2 separate regions of the Pan troglodytes genome follow, and region 1 is linked to region 2. Evidence: chromatin contacts called from public HiChIP or PLAC-seq data. All regions are on one chromosome and are shown on one strand. Each heading gives the region's core, a stretch centred on a gene start, on an enhancer-like site or on the middle of the called end of the contact. The rest is flanking DNA. Distances are from core to core; before and after follow the strand shown.

What was found. HiChIP or PLAC-seq counts read pairs in DNA pulled down with a chosen protein or histone mark.
Region 1: an H3K4me3 HiChIP or PLAC-seq map of stem cell-derived excitatory neurons shows a contact between it and region 2, with 2.2 times the contacts expected there. The contact joins the promoter of ALG6 here to the promoter of ITGB3BP in region 2. A contact is called at or near these places in 1 of 7 Hi-C or Micro-C datasets (stem cell-derived neural progenitor cells) and 1 of 1 datasets of contacts at active chromatin or transcription factors (stem cell-derived excitatory neurons).

The regions. Positions count from the first base shown.
Region 1 is chr1:167,620,870-167,624,531 of NHGRI_mPanTro3-v2.0_pri, forward strand. ALG6 (ALG6 alpha-1,3-glucosyltransferase) reads right to left here and starts at 1,705. Exons shown (of 15, transcript XM_016919768.3): 1 at 1,584-1,705.
Region 2 is chr1:167,465,843-167,469,188 of NHGRI_mPanTro3-v2.0_pri, forward strand. It overlaps ITGB3BP (integrin subunit beta 3 binding protein), which reads left to right and starts at 1,525. Exons shown (of 10, transcript XM_063801208.1): 1 at 1,525-1,885. The coding sequence starts at 1,614. It overlaps EFCAB7 (EF-hand calcium binding domain 7), which reads right to left and starts at 1,521. Exons shown (of 14, transcript XM_063801147.1): 1 at 1,206-1,521.

The sequences.
Region 1 (3,662 bases), core at 455-2,954, 160 kb after region 2:
TCATTGATGCCAAATCTCAAATCATCCCCTCAGAAAGATCATCCCTGACTATCCTACTAAAGCTTCCTCCCCTTACTGTTTGTATCATTACCTTCAATTTGCTTCCTAATTCTTTTCACTAACAGGATTTGTATTTTCACATGACATGGTGCAATCTCACACACATAATTTTCAGTATAAATGCTGGACACCAAAGAATACATATCATATGGTTCCATGAAAGGTTCATAAATAGGCAAAACTAATCTATGGTGTTAAAAATCAGGAAAGAGGTTACCTTTGGGGAGGAAAGAAGGGATGGTGGTTGGGAGGGGTGCCCAGAGGTGTTCTGAAATGCTGTGAATCTTGCTTCTTGATTTGAGTAGTGGTTAGGAAATGTGTTGACTTTAGGATAAATTAACAAGTTACAACTTATAATTTGCGTACAGTATTTTTCTATATGGTATATTCCAATTTAAAAAGCATAAAAGGGGCTGGGCGCAGTGGTTCACCCCTGTAATCCCAGCACTTTGGGAGGCCGAGGCAGGTGGATCACCTGAGGTCAGGAGTTCGAGACCAGCCTGGTCAACATGGTGAAACCCCATCTCTACTAAAAATACAAAAATTAGCTGGGCGTGGTGGTGCGTTCCTGTAATCCCAGCTACTCGTGAGGCTGAGGCAGGAAAATCGCTCGAACCCGGGAGGCAGAGGTTGCAGTGAGCCGAGATCGTGCCACTGCACTCCAGCCTGGGCGACAGAGCAAGACTCTGTCTCAATTAAAAAAAAAAAAGTGTAAAAGGAAATTACTTGGATGTGTTGACTAAAGGCTCCCTGTGAGCAGGGATCCTCCTGTCTTAGTCGTTGCTCTCTGTTCCCCACTTGTAGAACAGTGTTAGCAGAAGGCAGGTACCCAAGAAGTATTTGCTGAATGGAGCTGTGTGCGTCTGTGTGTACGAAGCGGGGAGGTACCCTAATTTTACTGAGCCCTGTGTGGTTAAAGATATTATGCGAGGCTTTTAACGACTCTCTTCTGCTTAAACCAGAAAAAGGGTTATTTGCGACTTTTTCCACCTGTAAATCAGAAAACAGTAATTTTCTAACCCATCCACTGGCCACGAAGTTGCTAGGCAGGCAGTAGATGCGCTTTTCGTCCTCCTTTGCCCTGACGGTGCATCTCGACAAATGCCAAGCCCGCCGTCCCCATCCCAGAGCCGACTTTGCTCCTTTTAGTCTGAAAGGTCCTTCCACCGCAGTGGACACAACACCGGGGAGTGCAGCTATCCCGGGCGTGTATATGGGGCGAAAGGGATCTCTTCTCGCGTTTCTCCGCCCCTCCTCTTGAGGGCCAGGCCCTCAGAACCGCAAGGACAAGGGTGCCAGGACCGCCCCAGCCTGCAAGTGCCACCACTATCACCGCGTCCCCTCACCCGACCCACAAGCGACCCTGCAGGAAGGGCTGGGGAGGCCTCGTGTCGCGTCCCTGGGAGTGGAGCGGAGCTGGGAGACGGGTCGCCAGCTCTGCGCCGCCTCGTGGCGCGTCCAAGCCCCCGGCACCTCCCCACACTGGCCTGGGGTCCGGAACCCCCGGGATCCCATGCTCTTACCCCGCCGCCCGCCGGCCGCTGGGATTCGCGCCTGCCGTGGGTCCCAGGAAGGCGCATGCGCGCTCGCCCCCGCGGCGGACTGCCCCTCTGGCCTTCCGCCTCCGTGTGCCCGCGCACCACCCGCGCGCCCGGTGCGGGAGCGAGCCCGTCGAGCGTGAGGGGAGGGGCGGGCAACCTGGCCTGGACAGGAGGCGGCCGGCTTAGGAGGCGGGGCAAGAGCCGATGGAACCCGAGAGGTTCCCAGCCCCGGGTTAGGCTAGGGGCAGATGGAAAGCCCCTTGCTCTTCTTTCCTGGGATCGTGGCCAAGGCCGGAGCGGCTGCTTAGCCAACGGATTCCTGTCAGGGGCGGGCCCTGGCTTGCTGCACTGAGCAGAGAGCCTTGGCCGGTCCTCACCACCGGGCAGTAGGGCTTCCTCTGGGCCTGTGCCCTCGAGGAGCCAGAAAGCCAACCTGCTTCACTTTCTTCCAGCCACATGCCTGCGAAGAAGAAGACTGGGCAGCCCCCTAAAGTAAGAAACATTGAACATCCAACCATTTGTGAGAGCCTGTGCGTTGTGCAAAAGGACAGCCCTGCCCTCGAGTAGCCACTACACGTGCCCCAGCGGGCAGCTTGAATCACCTGGTCCCAAACTTGCCAAAAATACCTATCTAGTAAGTTAGTAAGACCTGCACACTTTTCCTTTTGCATTGATCCCTTCCTTTCCAGTTCCACTATTTCCATCTCAGTCTAGGCTTCTGTCCAATCACGCATGGACGGCTGTGATGATTTTTACTTGCCTTCCTTTGTTCAGAGAGTGCCCTCATTCCCCACTTCTGAATCTTGCCATTCTACGTAAGCCAACCCCTATAATTTGTAAGTGTTAGCAAATATTTGGCTAGGACTATGGCTTTCTACTGAGTCTGAATAACTTCTCTCTGGGCCTCAGTTTCTTCAACTGTGAAAGGAATCAGTAGGGCTAGGTGAACTTCCAGGTCTAAAATATGATTATATCTAAAAGACCATCAGCACTGGGAATATGGAGAAATATGGCAGGTCCCTGCCCTCAAGGCATTTAATTCTCATTGGAAAGACATTTTTATGCCTAAAAGGATAAAAAGCTATAGAAGGAAACACATACTAAATGTTACATTACTTACATATGCACTAAGCACTGTAGGAGTTAGGAGAAGAGGGTTCACTGTAAACTGCAAACCATCAGGAAATGCTTTTCCTGGAGGAGTCAGCTGAGCTTTGAAGGAAAGCCTGGCTGGATAAGCCCAGAGAATGAGAGTAAGAATCTAGACAAAGGAAATGGTTCAAGCCAAATATTGTGGCAGCTGAAAAGTGTAGAACATTTCCTCTAGTTTAGGTGGTGGGTGATGAAGCTGGAAAGGACTGGTAATTGTAGAGAGCCTTGAATACCAGGCTATGGTGTCTGGAATGTATCCAGTGATCAGTAAGGGGCTATTAAATGACTTTTAGCAGGGAGTCAAGTATACAGTACAGTTACAGTGTTAGAGAAAACTTAAAGTGGTGAAAATGGATCAGATGAATCAGAGGGAGACTATAGCAGTCCATGCATGATTAGACAAGGGCTTGGACTGAGATGGCAATAGTGGAACTGCAAAGGGAGAGATCAATGCAAGAAGAAACATGTACAGGTCTTTTTTTTTTTTTTTTTTCTGAGACGCAGTTTCGCTCTTCTTCTCTTGTTGCCCAGGCTGGGGAGCGATGGCGCGATCTTGGCTCACCACAACCTCCACCTCCCGGGTTCAAGCGATTCTCCTGCCTCAGCCTCCCGAGTAGCTGGGATTACAGGCATGCACCACCACACCTGGCTAATTTTGTATGTTTAGTAGACATAGGGTTTCTCTGTGTTGGTCAGGCTAGTCTCGAACTCCTGACCTCAGGTGATCTGCCTGCCTCGGCCTCCCAAAGTGCTGGGATTACAGGCGTGAGCTGCTGCACCTGGCCTCGTGTACAGGTCTTAATAGCATACTAGATATGTACAAGTGAAACAAAGGAGAGGGAAGAATCAAGGATGGCTCCCAAGGTTTCAAGTGTGCATTACAGTTCCCAAGAAGTGATAGATCTTGGG
Region 2 (3,346 bases), core at 275-2,774:
CTGTCATACATCTTGTCTTATCCCTATTACAGTGGTCAGGTATTTTTTTGTCCGTTTTACAGATGAGGAAATTGAGGGGTAGCGATGTCACCCAGCTAGCAGTATTTCACGAACAGTTTCTTCTTTGTTAATGTGGATATAGTACTGAACAATGGTTACTATGGGGTATTAGATTCTACTGGTGGTCTAACAGCTTCCAATATTACTCTACCCAGCTTTGACTTCTAAAAATAGATCTCCAACCTAATAAATTGAATATTTCAAGTTCAATAATAAGATGACACAGGTAGGGTCCCCTTCAGGACTCATTGCATTCCTACTCAGGAGGCCTAAATCACTTGCACCTTTTCGAATTATATAGATCATTTACACTTGGGAAAGAAAGATAATAATTGCTTATCATGGATGAAGTACCCTATTTATAATACGCAGGCCGCCTGCCTGACACTTTCATATTACACCAGATTTAGAAGGACCCCACAGGGATGTGGTGTCACAGTCTGGTTACTGCAAATTGGTAATACTATAATTAAGCATCAGAGTTCTAAACACATATGTGTGCATGCATCTCCTCACAAATGTGAAAGAAAACTGTTTCAAGAAGTAAGGGAGAATGAATTTCACTTTGCAATAAGCAATTTTAAAATATAAGTATATTTTAGGATCGTCCTCAAATATTCTTTCCAAACAAGGCAACTCCCTCACATGGAAATCCCAAGGCAGAAATGTGCCAGAATTTTATTCTTTTCCTTTCTGTGACGAGAAACCAAACTAAAGCTTAAATAAACATATAATTGCACCCCCCGCAGGCTTGGAAACCTCCCTTCCTTAAAACTCCGGCCCGAGACTGAGACAGGGGCCTAGAGAGTACATTGCAGCAAACGGCTCCATAAATAACCAGCCACACAATAGCAAGAAAAATAAACTGTTAACAAGCGCCTAAGGCTTCTACAGGGCCAAGTGAAAACAGAAAGCCATCCAGTCACCGTCCCTACACAGTGAAATACCGTCACAGGTAATCTCGGGCACCATCTCTCTATTTTTGTATTCCTCTGGAAATAAAACCGCATTTACATGTACATTTTAGGTACATACATGGACCAAATGTTTATGACAGAGAAGTAGACAAAGCAGAGGAAGGAGAAGCAGCTGCACAGAGAGGGACAGAGGGAGCGAAGAGACAGAGACAGCGAGCTGTTTGCTACCTAATTCTAGCTCACAAACAAGGAAGCGCAGCCAATTCTCTTCGGCGATTCAGCGTTCCTCTCACCGCAGCTGGGCAGATCTCGGCCTTTCTCTAATCACCATGGCAACTGCACCTCACCGCCACCGGAAATAAGATGCAGAGCCCTTCTCCAAACGATCCGGCTAGAAATCTAGGAAGCGCTGATCCAGAGCGCACAGAGACAGCTGTGTTGCTCCTCTATCGCGGGGGTGGTATGGCCAGAGTAGTGAGAGAAGGTGCTCTGTTACACCAGCAGGAAATAGGTGCTGTCCTGGGCCTAGACTCCCCGCCCGCTCCTTTGCTCGCGCACACCCGGATCTTTCGTCGCGGGGAGGATGTTTCCGCCCGGCCGCGGTGGGCTTGACGCAACGTCCAGCGCGCGCTTTTCATGCCTTGGCGTTTCCTTTGGCGGATTTTCTGTTTTCGGAAGTTGCTGGGTTCATTTTATTCAGCGGCAGTGGTGCTTTCCCGAATCTCAGAATGCCGTAGGTATCTCCTCCCCAGGTATTGCTGTTTTGGGGGCCCTCTGCAAGAAGAGAAGACATTATGTGGCCCAATAGCCTTTCTCGTTTTCCTATTTTTTCGGAGTATGAGCTTGTCTCCTCTGTCCACAGACAGTTCTCTTCGCTTGGTACCCTCAACTCTACGTCTCCTCCAGAGGTACTCATACGATAGTCCTCCTTCGCTTTCTGTTTCTACGATGCTTTTGACAGATTTCGTAAACTGTGGGCTGTATTTAGGTGATGTCTAACTTGAAATAACATAAATAAGGTTGACACACAGGATGGGACAGAGTAGATAAAAACACGCCTTCGTAGTTTGTCAGTCCCTTGCCTTCATTAATGTGGCGCGTTCGTGTAAACCCGTGGGAGAACTCATGGACTGAGTGGGTCTAGATACCTGGATACCAGATAAGACTCTTTCACTGTTGGGCAAGTCACTTATCGACCCTGAGCTTCGTTTTTTTTACTTACACAAATAAGTTTGTACTGCATGATCTCTAAATTCCCATCTATGACCAATAATCTGATTATTGAGAATGACCATAGTGGGAATAGGCATTGTGCTAGATAATATTCATCTGTTTTTCATATCCTTCATCCATCCTATATTGAGATGCATAAAATAGTTGCTACCCTATAGAAACTTAAAAAAGCCATTAAAGGTTGGGGGAGTGGGGTGGATATCAAACACCTGTAATTTCTCCTTGGCCGTCCTTGTCCTCAGGTTGATTTAGGTACCCCCTCTAGTGTAACCTGTTCCTTAGTTTATTTCAGGATTAAGTAAAATGCAAAGTAACACAGCTGGGGAAATTTTTGTATCAAATAGGAATTGACATGAAAGGGGAAAGCTGTACAGAAATGATAACCTATATTTATTGAATCTTGAATTACAATGTGGGTGCTGTGTTAATCAATTTATCTACGTTTTTTCATTGAATCCTAAAATACTTTAGGGGATGGGGGCTGCTATTATCTTTACAGATAAAGAAACCCATCACCTAATAGGGTGTTCAACACAGCTGCCAATAAATGCATGTTTTACTGATGCCCTTAAAAGTTATGGATTATTGAGGAGGTTTTCCTTTCCCCAGAATTAAGCAAAGAGATTTGTCTCCCTACTCTTGCATTAGAAAAATCATCCAGTTCTCAAATAAACAAAGCTGCAAAGATAATGTCACACAATCACACACACAGAATCCCTAAGAATACAGTGAAAACAGAGGTGTATTTGCCAAACAAGTGGTAATACCTCCTGAACTGTGTGTATCTGTGTATAGGAGTGGGGAACCAAAAAACTATGAAAAGTGGAACTTTTTTTTTCTTTTTTTGAGGCAGAGTCTGGCTCTGTTGCCCAGGCTGGAGTGCAGTGCTGTGATCACAGCTCACTGCAGCCTCTACCTCCTGGGCTCCCACACGCCACCATGCCTAATTTTTTTATTTTGTAAAGACAGTGTCTCCCTGTGTTGCCCAGCCTGGTCTTGAAGTCCTGGGCTTAAGTGATCCTTCCACCTCAGCCTCCCAATGTGCTGGGACTATAGGAGTTAGCCACTGTGTCAGGCCTAAAAGTGGACCTTTTTGACAACTGTCTTCCTAACATACGCACACAAGATGTTATATT